Linked DNA regions of Mus musculus: region 1 is linked to region 2. A link is a contact called in public Hi-C data. All regions are on one chromosome and are shown on one strand. Each heading gives the region's core, a stretch centred on a gene start, on an enhancer-like site or on the middle of the called end of the contact. The rest is flanking DNA. Distances are from core to core; before and after follow the strand shown. Region 1 overlaps Boc (biregional cell adhesion molecule-related/down-regulated by oncogenes (Cdon) binding protein). Region 2 overlaps Ccdc80 (coiled-coil domain containing 80).

Evidence for each region. Hi-C and Micro-C count contacts between places; a contact is called where the count stands out from the background.
Region 1: a Hi-C map of the G1E-ER4 cell line shows a contact between it and region 2, with 3 times the contacts expected there. The contact joins two enhancer-like sites. A contact is called at or near these places in 9 of 484 Hi-C or Micro-C datasets (the G1E-ER4 cell line, brown adipocytes, embryonic fibroblasts and 5 more), 2 of 115 datasets of contacts at active chromatin or transcription factors (astrocytes and trophoblast stem cells) and 1 of 9 other capture datasets (embryonic stem cells).

What each region holds. Positions count from the first base shown.
Region 1 is chr16:44,481,953-44,487,354 of GRCm38.p6, forward strand. Boc (biregional cell adhesion molecule-related/down-regulated by oncogenes (Cdon) binding protein) reads right to left here. Exons shown (of 19, transcript NM_172506.2): 17 at 5,398-5,402; 18 at 4,760-4,950; 19 at 3,093-3,847. The coding sequence ends at 3,660. Cfap44 (cilia and flagella associated protein 44) reads left to right here. Exons shown (of 35, transcript NM_001033247.1): 35 at 1-476. Among named protein-coding and RNA genes, the nearest start is that of Gm30064, 46 kb to the right of the region's middle. Within about 2 kb of position 2,834, at least 19 of the 459 cell types and tissues checked have an H3K27ac peak or open chromatin away from gene starts, as enhancers often do. A contact at or near this core is called in the G1E-ER4 cell line and embryonic fibroblasts, where this site is marked.
Region 2 is chr16:45,108,344-45,113,182 of GRCm38.p6, forward strand. All of the region lies in intron 3 of Ccdc80 (coiled-coil domain containing 80), which reads left to right. Among named protein-coding and RNA genes, the nearest start is that of Ccdc80, 17 kb to the left of the region's middle. Within about 2 kb of position 2,323, at least 99 of the 459 cell types and tissues checked have an H3K27ac peak or open chromatin away from gene starts, as enhancers often do. A contact at or near this core is called in the G1E-ER4 cell line and embryonic fibroblasts, where this site is marked.

The sequences.
Region 1 (5,402 bases), core at 1,584-4,083, 630 kb before region 2:
AGCTCGGGACTGAGGAAATGCAGACAGACGCGGGGAAACAGCTCGCGTTGGGCTGGCAGAGGCGACTCCCTGATTTACCCAGTTTCTGAAAACTCCTCAATTCCGAGGCTCACGTTTTCCAAAACAACTCAGTCAGGGAAGCTTTGCTCTAGCGGCTCTCGGCGGCTCCAGCAGAATTCTACCTTCTGTCAGGCTTCACCTGAGTCTTTCCTGGTTCCGATCCAGACAAGGGAAGAAAATAGATTTTCATCTCTCCTAGGTTCTAACTCTTACAGTCAGTCGCTTTTGACTGTGGGTGACATTTTAAACTCAAGAGTGCAGTCTCCAGCTCAGGGAAGGGTTTATTGAAATTCATGGCTGCACCCCTCACAGCTTGATCTCCCTGACACTCGGTGTCGTGTCCCTCCAGCGGTGACACTTTGATTTCCCAGGTGAATTGTTACCAGAAGCCCCTGCTATGGCAGAGGGCTGTGCTGAAGAGTCCTTACTGAGTTTCTGTACTGCACATCTGAGAACACAATCGCCAGCGATGTACAGACAGGTCTGCGCCCTTCCACACAGAGTGTCAGAGTGTATTGAACAAGGCACATCAGGTTTATTGGCTGTGATTTATGGAGTAGCCTCATTTCCCCCCACAGCTGGCTATTGGTATTTGTAGCCTTTGACTACACTCTTGATCACTAATAGTAGAGCTCAGATCACAGGTTACATTTCACACAGTAAAATGTCATCTTTGTGAGCACACGTATCTGCAAATGGATACAAAGATGCTAGAGGCCACAGAGCCTAGAGAGGCCTCAACCAGAGGCAGCAAGGGCGCTGATATGAATGCAGTCCTTTAAAACGGTTAGGCGCTATTGAGGCCAGTTGGAAGCCAAGCCCAGATGATCCAAGCCACATGATCGAGCCCAGTTAGCTATCTGGAAGCAATGCTCAGGTTTGACACTAGCAGCAGAAATGCTGGACTTTTTTTGATGCAAGGCTCAGGGCTGGGTCCAGATGGACCAATGGCAGCATCATAGTAGAAGCCTCTAGAATGCTTTGTGTGTCAGCAATCCCTGGCACATTTTCTGGGGGTCAGATGACTGGCTAAAGGCTGTTCTCTCACAGTGTTAGATACTCTTCTTTTTATGGTGTCCAGATGAAGGTCGAAGTGTATTAGGTATGTTCTTGGGCCTGTTTGGGTTTTTTCTGATATAATTCTAACACATTCATGTATCTGCATGTTCCCTGTCTACTTTGGTGAGTTGGTAGGTAGTACGGTTTTCCTTGAAAGAATATCCTAAGCCTAACCCATGGTTCATGTTGGACATGGTAGTAGTGTTTGTGCATACCAACACAGCATGAAGAGTCTGCCTCTGGATTTTTGTATTGCTCATGTAAAGGGAGGCAGATTAAGGGCAAGGCCACCTAAAAAGCAATCAGTCGCTGGGCGTGGTGGCGCACGCCTTTAATCCCAGCACTTGGGAGGCAGAGGCATTCGAGGCCAGCCTGGTCTACAAAGTGAGTTCCAGGACAGCCAGAGCTATACAGAGAAACCCTGTTGCAACAAACAAACAAACAAACAAACAAAAAAGCAATCAGTCGTTGCCTCATACGGTATGAAGTAGATTGAAGTAACTCCGTCTCTCCACTCAGCTATGCCTTTCATTGATGAAGGCAAACAGGTGCTAATCATAGCCTTCATTGCTCATTCATTCATGCGTAAAAAAGTTGCCTCAAAACTTAGCTTTAAAAACAAGTTATTGAGCTAGAGGTTAGAGGTCTGTGGGTCTCAGGATCTGGTAGCAGACTTGGGAAACAGGATCCTAGGGAGCCTGGACAACTCCCTTCAGCGTCTGACCATCCTGAAAGAGTACAGTAAGCAGGGTGTCTATACGTTGCTTTTAGTGGCGCACACCAAAACCCATTTTGACATTTACTTTAGGTCACGGAGAGGTAGAAGGCAAAATTAGGTTTTACAAAAATAAAACAAGCTTCCAACAGCCTGTCAAGTTAACTACAGCTCAGATTTGAGCTGCATTAGCAAAGACTGCAAGCATTAGCTCTGCCCATTCCTCTCCTGGAAGTGACCGCTAAAGGCTTCAGTATGTGTTTGAAATCACATATCTTACTTCTTCCCTTGCAGGATTAGACCTCACGCTCTTATAATTTCCATGTTCCTTACACTTATTTCTATAAACACGTTAAAAGCCACTACCTTCCTGAAAATCATGCTGCATTTTGAGGACAGTTCTTATTCAGATTAGCCGTCTTTGTAGAAAAACGGATGCAAGGCTACCGATGGCTAGGTGCAGTACTCCTTTCCACCAGCAGATGGCGGCCTTATCCCAGTCTACCTTAGATCCTGCTTAGCAAATTCTTGGAAAAGCAGTCTGATACAACTCTTAATAAGATTAAATGTGTCAGGCTGAATTCCAACTCCTCATTTTCCTGAAATATACAATCCCTCCCCGCACAATGAATACTCAAAATGTGTGAAGACTTGCATTAAAATGTTCAGTTTCTTATTAAGTCTTGTGCCACACATAAAAGTTTTAAGTTCGCACGCACACACGCACGAATGCACGCTCACACACTTACCCCTATGAATGATCTTTTTGTGGAACAACATTAAATAAATGTTGGCTTGAAATGAGTCAACTCCTCCAGCAATGGTAACTTTAGAATGAAAGGAACCTACTAGGGACCACGTGTTAACGGGTGGCATAGTACTAAGCTAAATGGTGTTTTGGAAGCAATAGTTGGTCTTTTAAAACACACACACACACACACACACACATCCCTACACAAGAAGAATTCACTTCATTCCTTCAATATGGCAGATGCTCACCTCCAGTCCGGCAAGAGAACAGTGAATTTGCTTCCTGTCTGTGTATTCCTTCTTGGAGTAAGCAGTTTGTAGTGTCATGTTACATGAATCCAAATTCAGCATTCATTGTTTAAAGAGACAAAAAAATATGAAAAATATTTGCGACTGTTCCCAGATTTTATCTCTGATGGGTTGGAAATCATCTCGAGCAGGGCTTTACTGCAGCCACTCAAAGACGGGACGCCGGACGTCTAAAGAAAACGCTGACTCACTCGTGACTAAGATGAAGGTTACAAGGAAGACTAAACATTTATTTAGAAGTTACAGTGTTTGTTTTTACAGAGATATGTTGCCACCGATTATTGATTCTGGGAGACTGTTAATGCTTAGAGTGCTGTACACATCTGGGGCTTTTCTCGTGACATCTTGGAAACCTGTCCTGTGCCACCAAATTGGAGTGGCTTCCAGGTGGCTCCAGTCTGCGGCATGATGGCCTTTGCTTTATCCCTGTGTTCTTCATGAACAGTGTGCTTAGGGTCCTTCCACCAAGTGGCCCGAGGGCCTCCTGGTGTCCGTGGTAGCTGCAGGTTCTGGGATCCATCTGCAGCCTGACCATCTATGATACTCATTTCCACTGGTCTCCAGTTACTCAGCTGCTTGCTTTCTGTCTTGTGCCAGAAAGGGGAGGATTCCATATCTCTCCAGAATTATAGAAACACATATACATTTATTTACAAGTGCATAAATATATAAATATGGCTATAATAGAAAAATAAATACCAATTTTTCTCTGTCAACAAACAAACAAACAAACAATATATAGTCTTTCTGGGATATTAGCTTCGGCCTAAATTGTGGGAGGTGGTGTTTCAAAGGACACATGAACTGATGGGCTAGGCGAGAACCGCATCCCACGTTCCTGTCCTGTGTAGGTCCCTGATGGATGCTGGGAACTCCAGTCTCCTCCACCCACTTGGCAGGAGTCAGAACTGTCTACTTCTTCAACTGGTACAAGACCTAAACAGCACTGGGGCCCTGTGAGGGGAAAACGTAGGCGACATTAAAATCTAGACTCACTATGCAGTCCTGCGCTACTCTCTACCTATAGCTGGTCACACTGGCCCTGGAAGGGGAGGACCCTTACAATTCATCTATGTTGGGACCAAAGGCATTAGACTTCAAAGCACTCGACTTGTAGCCATCAGCTACGTACACACAAAACACAAAGGGATGCCCGGCTCTCTCTAGCCAGGCTGTGTTCTACCTCACGATCCAACCAAACCTTGTTTTCATGACGACTGGCCTGGCTTTGGAGCTGATGGTCTTTTAGAATTTCATGTCCTAGAGACAGGGTCTAGGGTCCTCATGGCAGGAGCATGCACCCCCGGGGAAGCTAAGAAACGCCAACTCATCCTCTGAAGTACCAAGTGCCCCAACTAAGTCCTGGTGGATTTGCTAGACGTAGGTAGAGAGGGAGCTATGGGCAGGGGTAGCACCCCCCCCCCCCCCCGGCCATGAACAAGTTTTGTGGGCGTAGACAGTTACTATGGTGACGTGTGCACATGCATGGCTTCCTGGTGACTGATAAGAACCAATCCCTAATTAAGACCTGACAGAACAGAGGATCAGAGAGGCCCCCATGTGATGAGGGGCAGAGAGACTCTGCGAATAGCCCTGAATCTCAAAAACAGAGAGCAAATAGGCTTCTTCCGTTGGAATAGAGGATGCGCTTTCTCTTCAGCCTTTGAGGACCACAGTTAGAGTGTTGGAGTCAGACCATACTGGGAAGGCCTCCTGGCCCTCTAGCCTTTAGTAGCAAATGAGTGGCCATCCATCCCCAACTCCCAAACACTCCCTTGAAGAAGTCCCTTGTCCTTTCTCCTCAAAGCCATCGCTGGGTTATGGGTGACCCCATCAGACAAGATCTCCCTGCCGCCCCTGGCTGACCTGAATGATATGGAGGGTCCCATGAAGATTCTAGTCCAGGACTTTCAGACGTTCGCCTCACTGCTGTTTGGCATGTGGTGACGGGTTGCTTCTGGAGGTGACAGCAGTCTTGAGGTTGGAGCAGCTGGTGAGTTGAGTCATCAGGCAGCGTGTATAAGAAAGCTCCTACTCCTGAGGCACACTGGGGACCTCTGCGTTGTACAAGACCAGATGGGGTGGGTTAGTGCAAGCAGAATGGGCGTGCACTTTCACTATCTGACATACATCACACCGGTCCCCTGTGAACATCAGGAGCTGCCCCACCAAATTCAGCCGGTGATAGTTGAGCTTTATTGTGGGAGGTGGCAAACTGGGTGTTCTGGGGCCTGTAGGCAAAGTTGGTTCTACCTCCAGGGTTTTGGTGAGCCAGTGAGTGACAGATGCTGAGAAACAACCGAAGCCCCTAAGCAGAAGAGTATCATAAGTGTGTACACAGCACCTTGCCCATGGGGTAACTGCCCCATCGGGCACAAATAGCAAACTTGGGGATCCCTGCACGAAGCGCTACTTAGCTCTGGTTGACCGACTTTGGATAGCGAAAGGGAATGGGAGGATTGGAGACTTGGGAATAAAAGTGGGAATGGGAGGGGCCTGGTTACCTGGC
Region 2 (4,839 bases), core at 1,073-3,572:
ACTGCCCTTCCTAGACCCCTCCACCCTTATTGAGGGAGGCAGGAAGTCTGGGTAAGCGGGTGTCCACAGTGTCTCGGTGTTTCCTGTGTACTCAGTCTCTGATGATTAACTATGTAAATGGGCTACAAAGTCGAGCATCCCTTCGCTCATCTTACTCCAGCCCCTGTCCTTACCATCTAATGTATCACTGTTAGCATCAACCCTGGACAATCAGGGGGACAAAAGTACAGAGGTCAAATGTGCAAAACAAGTCACTGTGGAGGAGACACAAGTGATTCCTTGTCAAAAGATGAGCAAATACAAAAACCATGCTCTATCGACCCAGAGGATGTGGGGAAATGGATGCCACTAGAAATCATGCTAGGCACAAGAAACCAGACTCATAAAGACAGCTAATATTTTCCCTCATGTGCAGGAGCTACATTTAAACTTTTATGTGTATGTGTGTATGTGTACTCATGAAAAGATAGACTCTTCCAACTACCATAATCAAAGATAACACCATAAATGGCATAAATAGTGGGTTTATTAATGGAGAAGCCTTGGGAAATAAAATTTATGTTACTCTAATTTTGAAAACTGAGATATTTTATCTTTAACTTTTGTTGTTGATACATTTTATACTATTTATATAAGAAGTTGTACAATGAAGGTTCTTGAATCTATGCCTGATTCTTTTATCTATTACTCCCTGCTCTCTGCAGGCAATAATATGTATTTGTGCTTCTTTATAGACATACAAATATCTATTTTCTATTTGTTATATATAAATATATATTTCATATATAACACTCACATATATACACACACATACATATATAAGGAGAGAGAGAGGGGAGAGAGAGAGAGAGAGAGAGAGAGAGAGAGAGAGAGAGAGAGAGAGAGAGAGAGAGAGAGAGAGAGAGAGACTAAGTTGCCCAGAATGGCCTGGAACTCACTCTCTAGTCCAGGTTGGCCTTGAACTTGCCATCCTCCTGCCTCAGCCTCCTGGGATTCCAGATGTGCACCACCAAATGTATTGAAAGAGGCCATAGTTTCAGCAATTGAAAATAGAGATCTCGAGCATAGTATATGTATTCTGTCTTAATAGATAGATTAGTTAAGATACACTGGGTCGATAACATTAATGGCCTTATATGCTATGATAAGAGTTCAGGTTTTCTTCTGTAAGAGAGGGACTTTCTGTCCTTTGAGTGCATTACAATTAGCTAGGAAACCTGTTTGGATGCAGCTCACTTGGTCTTACCATGAGTGAATCTAATTTGATTGGTCTGGATCCAAAGATTGTAATAGGAAGATTTCTTGTGACGGTGATGAAAGTTGGCAATAAATTCCACTCTTTAGAAAAAGCCAGTGATGAAGTGCTGCAGCAACAGGAGACAGTGAAATGATCCCAGCATTGGTGAAGGGCTTTATAGATGCACCACGAAGTGCTTGCTCCAAGGAAATAATGGATTTGATCATGATGGCCTGTGAACAAAGATTAGGGTCACCTTGAATGGCATGCTCTAAAGTGGAAGAGGTTGTATGAGCTTTCATAGTGGTAGAACAAAAAGAAAACTCATAAATCAAATACATTGGTGGGAGATCAGGTTGGTGAGGTACAACACATCAGGGCAATCTCTTCTATAGTTTTCAGATGTCATGTTTCTCTCTCTCTCTCTCTCTCTCTCTCTCTCAGATGTCATGTTTCTCTCTCTCTCTCTCTCTCTCTCTCTCTCTGTGTGTGTGTGTTTGTATGAGTCTTTATGTGTATGTGTGTGTGTATATATATTTATGTGCGTGTTTGTGTGTCTGAGTGTTTCTCTGTGTGTTTGTATGTGTGTCTACGTGTGTATCTATGTGTGTATGTGTGTCCATGCTGTGTCTGTATGTTCTATTATGTGCCATTCTGTGTAATGATCACACGTTGATGTCAGATTTCTTCTTTAATCACACTCCACCATTTTCTCATCTTCTTTCTTTCCTTCCTTCCTTCCTCCCTCCCTCCCTCCCTCCCTCCCTCCCTCCCTCCCTCCCTCCCTCCCTTCCTTCCTTCCTTCCTTCCTAAGACAGGGTCTCACTGTGTAACCAGGTTGCCTGGAACTCTGTATGTAGACCAGTCCAACCTCAAACTCACAGAAATCTGTCTGCTTTTGCCTCCAGAATGCTTGGATTAAAGTGTGCATCTCCATGCCTGGCTTCCCCACCTCATTTTAAATACAGAGTCTCTCACTAGGCCTGAAGCTTGCTGATTGGCTAGATTGAGTAGCTAGTACATTCCCCTGCTCAGCTTTCTATGTTGGGACTGGCGATCCAAACTCAGCTCCTTATGCTGGCGTGGCAAGTGCTGTGCCAAATGAGTCATCGCCTCAGCCCAGATGTTATCTTTTAACATTCATAGCTTTAGGGCTGGTGGAGATCTGCTGAGTAGCACATTCCAAAGGTTTTACTAATAGTCAGAAAGATGGTGAGGTCAAAGACATGGTTTGGGAGTGAGTGGATCTTAAGAAAGCTAAAGATAGCCCGAGATAATTTTGTCTCTTAATCTTCAACATCCCCTCTCTCCACAGTTACAACATTCTAGTCAGTCACTCAGTCAGTCGTCTGTCAGTCTGTCTGCACACTCTCCAGCACAGATATGGCACCCTTAGAGAACTTCAGTTCACAGCTTGAATTTAGGGGAAGGAAAAGAAATTGTGGATGCCAAGAGAGGAACTAGTCACAAGTGGGGTTTTGACTATAATGCTGGCATACAATTGTTTAATAGCTTCTAATTGAAGCTAATTTTTAAGTGCGACTGTGCTGTCTATAGTCAATCAAATACATGAAGAAACTTACTATAATGCAACCAGAAATGTGCCACTGGATTTTGGGACTGGGATTCCTAAATAATGAGAAACCAGACAAGCATCCCACAGACTATTTGTAAGAGGGTGAAAAAGAGCTCTCATCTGGCTAGTCTTTTCCTTGATAATTCCATTCTTGTTCTCACAAAATGAACATCGATCTTTGAGTCATGTTAGCTAAATTAGGAGAAAGTTAACAGTTTATAGGACCTCTTTAAAGAATGTCTACTTGTAAGTCTTAGAGAACTCCATGAGGACTGACTAGTGTGCTCAGACAGAGTGGATAAATTAAGAATCCATACATTCTGCCTTGCCTCCCAGACTGAAGACTATTAGCCCAGCTCTGATTTGCACAGAATGCAGAGGGTAGCCGAGACCTGGGGTTAGCGTAGACAGCCGCAGGCAGGAGCTGGCCTCACATGCACCTTCTTCAGAACTTGGCCAGGAGTGGAGTCTTCCCTGCTGTACTTGCCTCTGTCCTTCTTGGATCCAGCCTTGATCAGAGACTTCATTGTTTCCCTTGGGCAGATTTTTCTCCTCAGGCCAAACATGTAGACATTTCAGTAGCCTGAGAGTGTAAAACGTTTTCTTTCTAATGTTTAGCTGAATTACTTCTGAAAACATTTTGCTTGAGAGTTGAAACCAGACTGTGAAATCAGCTTCTTGCTGGTTAGAGCAAGTTTGTCTTAGGCCTTAAACCATGGTCCATTTGGCCAGTGATTGGGAGGTGTTTGTGTATAGTACAGTGAGGGCTCCAGGGGAGGAAGTCAGGCTGTCTGAGTCCTGCTGCCATTTTGCTTCTAGTAGCAGTGTGACCTTGAGCAAGTCAGTCCTCTTTTTCTTCCTCAGAATCTGTTACAGAGTGTGTTCTCTGAGGAAGAGAGCTCGAATCTCTAGTTTTGAATGTAAGGAGGTAAATGGAGAGTTAGCACCCTTCCTCCAGTCCTATGGGGAAAGGAGAGCAAGAATGGACAGAAGGGGAGTTTTGAGCTCTAATGTGGCTAACACTTGGGGCTTCCAGTTTGGAGGTGAGTGGTATGGCTTTTATATCCATTATTCTTGCCCAACGCTGCACCTACCATTGTACATGCACAAGGTCAGGTCAGTGAGATGGCAAAAGGACTTACCGTTCAAAGTCTGGTAACTGGAGTTTAGTCCCTTTGGCCCATGTAAGGATGGAAATAGAGAATAGATTACACAGACTTGTCCTCTGACTTCTGAATGTACACCATGGCACAAGCACCCACTTACTCACATCATGGACACACACACACACACACACACACAGAGAGAGAGAGAGAGAGAGAGAGAGAGAGAGAGAGAGAGAGAGGATAATAATGATAATAAAATATATATATTTTCATAAAAGAGGTCAAGGCCATCTTCAGGTACAGAATGAGTTTAGACCAGCCTGGGCTACATGAGACCCTGCTTAAAAAGTAAACAATATAAGGTAACAACAAACCCCTCAAAGTTATAATTCCTAGGTGAAGATAAAACCTGTTTATAAAGATTTAGAATATTAACTGCAAAGGATGTTTTTAGTTTTCATAGTTCTGTTAGCATTTTATTTATGCATAATAACAGGTTTTATTGTCACATTTCTTTCAAGTTCACAATATATTTGATCATCTTAGTACTGTTTTCTTGTCTTGGCCTCTTCCCATTCTCACTGATGTCATCACTCTTCCCAGTTAGCCCTCCTTCTGTGTGTGTGTGTGTGTGTGTGTGTACCAATTAGCTCCTGTAGCATTGCTAGCAGAAACAAGGGTGAGAGTTTGTTTATAGAAACATGGGAACATTATCAGCATCTCTAGCACTGAAGACAATGGTTTCTTCCTTCCCTGTCAACCATTATATAGAGCTCCAGCGCCTTACAATCCGCCCCTTATTCTGCGACTAGGTGTTGATGGGTACCGTCTTGTATAGGTAAGCATGTTGGCCAGGAGTGTCAAAAGTACAACAGCCATGTCATCATGCCAGCCCTAGAACTCAGCATGCATCTCTTCTG